2 separate regions of the Mus musculus genome follow, and region 1 is linked to region 2. Evidence: chromatin contacts called from public Hi-C data. All regions are on one chromosome and are shown on one strand. The core of a region is the stretch at or near the end of the contact, and the rest is flanking DNA. Distances in the headings are between cores, read along the strand shown. Region 1 holds the start of Itprid2 (ITPR interacting domain containing 2). Region 2 overlaps Itga4 (integrin alpha 4).

What was found. A called contact is a pair of places that touch in the nucleus more often than the background predicts.
Region 1: a contact with region 2 is called in a Hi-C map of LSK cells, with 4 times the contacts expected there. The contact joins the promoter of Itprid2 here to the enhancer-like site in region 2. A contact is called at or near these places in 3 of 39 promoter capture datasets (the HPC-7 cell line, hippocampal neurons and pre-B cells), 7 of 484 Hi-C or Micro-C datasets (the Ba/F3 cell line, CD4 T cells, CD8 T cells and 3 more), 2 of 115 datasets of contacts at active chromatin or transcription factors (bone marrow-derived macrophages and memory CD8 T cells) and 1 of 9 other capture datasets (adipose tissue).

What each region holds. Positions count from the first base shown.
Region 1 is chr2:79,633,910-79,636,695 of GRCm38.p6, forward strand. It overlaps Itprid2 (ITPR interacting domain containing 2), which reads left to right and starts at 1,516. Exons shown (of 18, transcript NM_080558.4): 1 at 1,516-1,835; 2 at 2,124-2,169. The coding sequence starts at 1,631. Gm46751 (a long non-coding RNA gene) reads right to left here and starts at 1,153. Exons shown (of 2, transcript XR_001783386.2): 1 at 1,073-1,153.
Region 2 is chr2:79,269,057-79,271,880 of GRCm38.p6, forward strand. The region is part of intron 2 of Itga4 (integrin alpha 4); the gene reads left to right. Among named protein-coding and RNA genes, the nearest start is that of Itga4, 15 kb to the left of the region's middle. Within about 2 kb of position 1,340, at least 40 of the 459 cell types and tissues checked have an H3K27ac peak or open chromatin away from gene starts, as enhancers often do. A contact at or near this core is called in the Ba/F3 cell line, CD8 T cells, the HPC-7 cell line and 2 more, where this site is marked.

The DNA.
Region 1 (2,786 bases), core at 266-2,765, 370 kb after region 2:
AAATGATCCCTTACCAGTGAAAGGTCAAGTCACTGAGTTGCTGGTACCATCCTTGTAGCTCCCCTTACAGTTCACTGTAAGTGCAGGAGGGCCATGATAATGCTGGGATGGCTCCGGGAAGCCAGCTTGGATTTTGGAATTGGTCTTGGGGATATTGATAAACCATCAGGAGTTGTTGTTTCTATCAATGATTAATGATATATTGGGAACTATCAAACATATGGACCATGCTAGAAAGAAGTAAGGACCAAAGACAGGAAGGTCCCTGTGCTACTTTAAAGATGAATAGATTATGTGCAAAGGCCTGCACAAGAAACTAGGTTCCATCTCATCTCAAGGACACTACATTCTGTGTTCCAAAAACTATTTCCTTCATTTATGAATGCACACTTAACTTGGACTTTTATGAACTGCAAATATCTATTTCAAGTGGAAAATTTCTTCCTTAAAATATTATTTATGTAAAAATGTCCTTTTTAGTCAAGAAAAAGCATAAAAATAGACCAAAGCAAAAAACTATTCTCACTTTGCTTGCAGAGTTCAATAAAATGTTGGAAGCTTTCTATATTGTCTGTAGATGGTTTAGGACATTCACTGTTTGATATGTAACACTTTGTCTCAATCTGGATAGAATTTTAATCTTTTTTTCCTCATAGGAAATACAAGTATGATAAAGGGGACGGAGGAAGCTGGGATTTAAGAATTGTTTCAGAAGCTTGGCATGACCTGCTTCTTGTTACATCTTCTAAGTCCCAAATCCAAGCAGTTAGCTTTCTTTATACTCCCAGGTCGCTTTCTTCACTTCCTTTTTTTTTTTTTTTTGTCTGCAGCTTCAATGTGACATACCCACTTTTTTCTCACTGGATTTTCATACCTCACATAACCAGGACACACAGGTTTCTCAAAATGTGCGAGCAACACCAAGGTAAGCTTTGACAAGCTGACAGTACAATCTCACGTCTCTTTCATCCTTGCCCAATCCTGTAGGCATCCTACACTGATTAAGTCTCAGCAGCCCAGTCACTTGTTTGCACGCGGGGGCGTTTTATGAGACTTGGCCTTGGCACTTTACCTCTATTTCTGGACGAGAGAGGAGTTGAGAGAAGGAAAAGCTGTAAAGCAAACAAACAAACAAATCTGGCTCTTTCCTGAGGCCACCGCGAAGGGGCGGTTCGGCTCCTAGCCCGTCAGGACGTGCCCCGCCCCAACTCTCGTCCTCACCTCCCGGCAAGACCGCCACCGGAAGAGGGCGTGGCCTCCGTCGTGGGCGTGGCGCACAGCTGCGAGAGGCTGGACTGTGCATTAGCGGGGGCGTGGCTAGAAAGGGGGCAGGGCGGGGTCTTAGAGTAGGCGGGACCGGGCCGGGCGGGCGCTCGGCGCCTACCCGGCTTGCCGGAGCCACTCGCGCTCCTGCGCCCCGCCAGGCCGGGTTCACGTGAAGCGCCGGCCCTCCGCCCCTCCCTCCCTTCCTTCCCTCCCCCCCTCCCTGTCCCCTCCTCCTGCGGCGCCCGCTCTGGCTCCCCCGGGCCCCCTGCCCGGCTGGGCGCTGACAGCAGCGGCGGGGGTCCCCGCAGCCGCCGCTGTGTCCCGCGCAGGCTCGGGCTGGGCCCGCGGAGCCCCCGGCGCGGCCATGAACCGACCCCTGTCGGCGGAGGCGGAGGAGGAACTGGAGTGGCAAGTGGCGAGTCGCAGGAGGAAGGCCTGGGCCAAGTGCCGCAGCTCCTGGCAGGCGTCGGAGACCGAGGATCTGTCCACAGAGACGACGACGCAGGACGAGGACGAGGACGACGAGGAGGACCTCCCAGGCACGAAGCTGCCGGCACCCGCGGGGCGAGGTCGGTGCGCGGGACAGGGACGTGCGATCAGGGAGGTGGCGTGCTCCGTGCCACCGGGCGCGGGGACCGGACGCCCCCGAACTTTAAATGCGCGCGTGACCCGCGCTTCAGCTCCAGCATGTGCACCTGGCTGCCGGCTGGCTCCCCTGGGTCGGGCGCCGGGAAGGCTCTCGGAGGCTACGGGTTGCCAGGGCAGATTCTCCTGCAAGGGAGTGTCAGGATGGCACAGCCTCTGAGTACTTATGTTTGGGGTCTTTAACGAGCTGTCCCTTCGCTCTACTCCCGCAGGAAACGTGCCCAACGAGAAGATCGCGATATGGCTCAAAGACTGCCGGTAAGTAAAGCGGGGGTTGCCTGGGGGAGAAGCGAGGGGGTTCGACTTCGTCTCTGGGTCCCGTGGTCACTGTAAGCTAGGAACCGGAAAGTGAGCCGGCCGATAGCTTCCTTCTAGAAGCGATTAGAACTGGAAGTGCTGTGGCCGCTGATTATTTGGTGACCGAGTTGACGACTTCAGCAGTCCGGGCATGATGTCAGCAGCAGATCAGAAACTAAAACAGGTCACAGTGATGCTACTTTGGCTGGTCGTGCTTTCTCTTGAAATAATTTTGATGTTTCACAGAACCTTTTATTTTTCTTTATTTTGGCATCTGCATATCTGGCATAGAATCATTTTCCTTTCAAACGTGTTATAGACGAGTTTAATTTACTTAGCTACACTAACTGGGGTTTAATTTGTGTTGTGTGCCTTAGGTCTCTCTGGGGACCTATTAAAACTAGCCAACTTGCTCCTTGGAGTTTAAGTCCTGGGACAGGGTTTTGTCAGATGGCATTGGAATTCGCAGAAGGAAATGGAGCTTTGAAGGCATTCATACTTTATGAGTCTGTTTAGTTACATACTTTGGCAACCTGCACAAAAATGTTTGATAAAATACAGAGGAGATGGGTTTTATT
Region 2 (2,824 bases), core at 90-2,589:
CCTTGGGTTTGAGTACTCGTGGTGGGGGAGGGGCACGGGAGGTAGTTGGTATTTGTTTAAAATTCTCCTGGGTGATCTCAAGACCATTCAACTCCTTCACACGGAACAGTAGATTTACAAGCACAGAGGCTGAGGGAAGGAACTCTCAACGGTCTAAGAAAAGCATAAGATGGGGCCATCTTGACTCTTCTGCTGAGATTTTTCTGGCATTCCCAAAGAGAAGAGAAAGTGTTCCAGAAATCAAGGAAGTTCCAGAACTGGAGTGGTGACTTGCAGACTATTCCTGGAACTAATTTTGCCTAGTAACACATACTGAAAGCCTCTCTGTATTGTGGTTGAAGTTGAGGATTGTCTCAGTGGGAAGCAATGTCAAGAAGCAAAAAGAAGAAATAATCACAATGTGTAGATGTGTGGGTGTGAGTGTGTATGAAGGGAGGATGTGTGTATACATAAGTGTATGCCTGTTAAAATAATTCCTCACAATTTTATTATTTTATGAATTTTCTTTATGGCTTCATAGTCGTACTTTTGACCCATTTTGAATCAAGACATGTAACACAAATAGAAGACTGATTATTGTTTTCCATTTATGAAGTTCAATTTTTAGCACATATTTCTGGGTTTTGGGTTGGGATGGGATGATGGCTAATAAGATTTGGGTTTGGCCACAATGAAGATGAATAAGGTCTGTGCTGAACCATAGAAGCAGAGCAGAACGGCTGCAAACAAATGTATGCAGCTAATCCCAGTCAAAACAAAGTCCTCCTTCCTACTGGTTACTATTCATCATCGTTTCTTCCCAGCGATCACAGCCTATACCATTAAGAGCTCTTGACTTCTAAGGTTGAGTCTTTTCTGTAAAGTAGATAAGTGATATACATTATATCGTTTAATATATACACACACTATGTAAATATATATATATATTTAAATTACCACAAATCAGAGGCCTATAAATTAGACAGTATCTGTTGTTGATACCACATAATAACACATGTGAAAGACTGTGTCTAGTCTGACTTAACCCCAGCCTCCACATGCCCCATTCAAGAGCAACTTAGCCTCACCACTTGAATCCTGAGAAAGTCTGAGCATTTTTCATGTCAAAATAAACACCTCTTCTTGTGGCTTCTGGAGGGCTCGTTGTTCTGTTTCTAAGAATCATTGCTTTAACCAGAGAACTAAGAGTAGGGACTTGGGCAACACAGGAAATAAAGCCTAGAGCCTTACAGGCTCTCAGAGAAGTCATTCTAAACAAGCCAGGTCGTTCAGAAGTCCTTCTGAAGGACTCAGAAAAAAACCAGAAATGGAGAGATATGTGCTGAAATGATAAGAAAGGGGCACAGAGAACAGGAAGGCTAGGCAGTAACAGCAGTAACTGTCTTCTGCAGGGCTAACTCTACTGTGCAGGAAGCAGCTTGGATAAAACAGATAACAGCTTAACTTGGCAAAGGTGTCTCTAATGTTCATTTAAAAACGTAGGGAACAGCTCAGCTAAGAAACACATAATTGCATGCAGGATGCTATTCTTGCACATATGAACTTCTGGGCCATTTTCAGCTAGCAAATTTGCACGCTATCATTTGCATGGTTCCAAAGCATCGTGTTTGTTGTTTTTTAACGTCTGGTGACTAACTAGAGAAGAGAACATTTGTTTGCAAATATCAAACCTGATCTTGAAGAAAACACCCATTTTTCATCCCCATGCAAACAGGGAAGGTGGCGTTCGGAGGACCACGCACTCTTGTCTTTAACAATGACAACTGCAGGTGGATTGGCTGGTGTTGACTATAATTTTAAAAATAGTTTTGTATTTTCGATTATATGGCATTTATTGTTATAGTAACAGAGCTTCAACTGCACATAGCCTGGCTGCCTTTGGTGGTGCGTTTTTGACATTAATTTTAAAATATTGGTGGTTTTAAAGACAATTCCAACTGAAAACTGCATCCCAATGAAAATTAAATCCTTTGGCCTCCCCTTCTTACTTCTCCTGTATTGGTTTGGAATCATGTAGCCCTAGTAGCTCCCTGTGTTAGGCTAACACTGTTGGTTGAATGCTTCTCAGCAATTAGAGTGAAGTTTATTGGAACTGGAAGATGGTAGCTGAGAGCTCACAAAATGGAGTGTATAATGGAACATTATAAAACAGGTTCTGTTTTCCTGGACTTCCTTCCTTTCCTCTTCTTTCTCCAGCCTTTCCTTCTCTCATCATTCTCACATAGGAAGCTCTGTGTACATCAAGACTACTCTCTATCAGGGTTTGGACCACAGCGAACTGTTCTTCCTGTTGCTTAGCAGTGTTCTTTCTCTGGGTCTGTTTGCCTTCATTTCTCAGTCAATCTCCCAGACTATCCATTAGTAGTAGAAGACATCATTGGTTTCCAGGAAACCAAGCCAACAAAGCATTATCAATGTTCTATGCTAACCATGCTTCTGACCTGATCTGAAGCAACCCTTGGAATGGACAGGGATGGCTGGATCCCCTGACTAGGACTCCAGGAAAGAGTTTGGGCAGCTCCCGTAAGCTCGGTTGTGTTAAAGCATTAGGTATTTCTGTGAATGATGGTTTGAAATCCACACATATATTCATAAATATCTTCCTACACTTCTTACACAGAATCTTTATGACTCAGGAAAGTCAATACAAATGATCTCCTTTTAAATATATTATCTTTCTGTATGGAGGCGTTGTGAGTGTTCCTAGGAAACTCTACCTAGGATTCAGATAAGAGAGGAAAACAGGTAGTTAATGATACAAAGATGCGTGTGAGACATTTTGTTATAACACTATAAAAACTTGTGACCAGTGTTCAAAATAAAG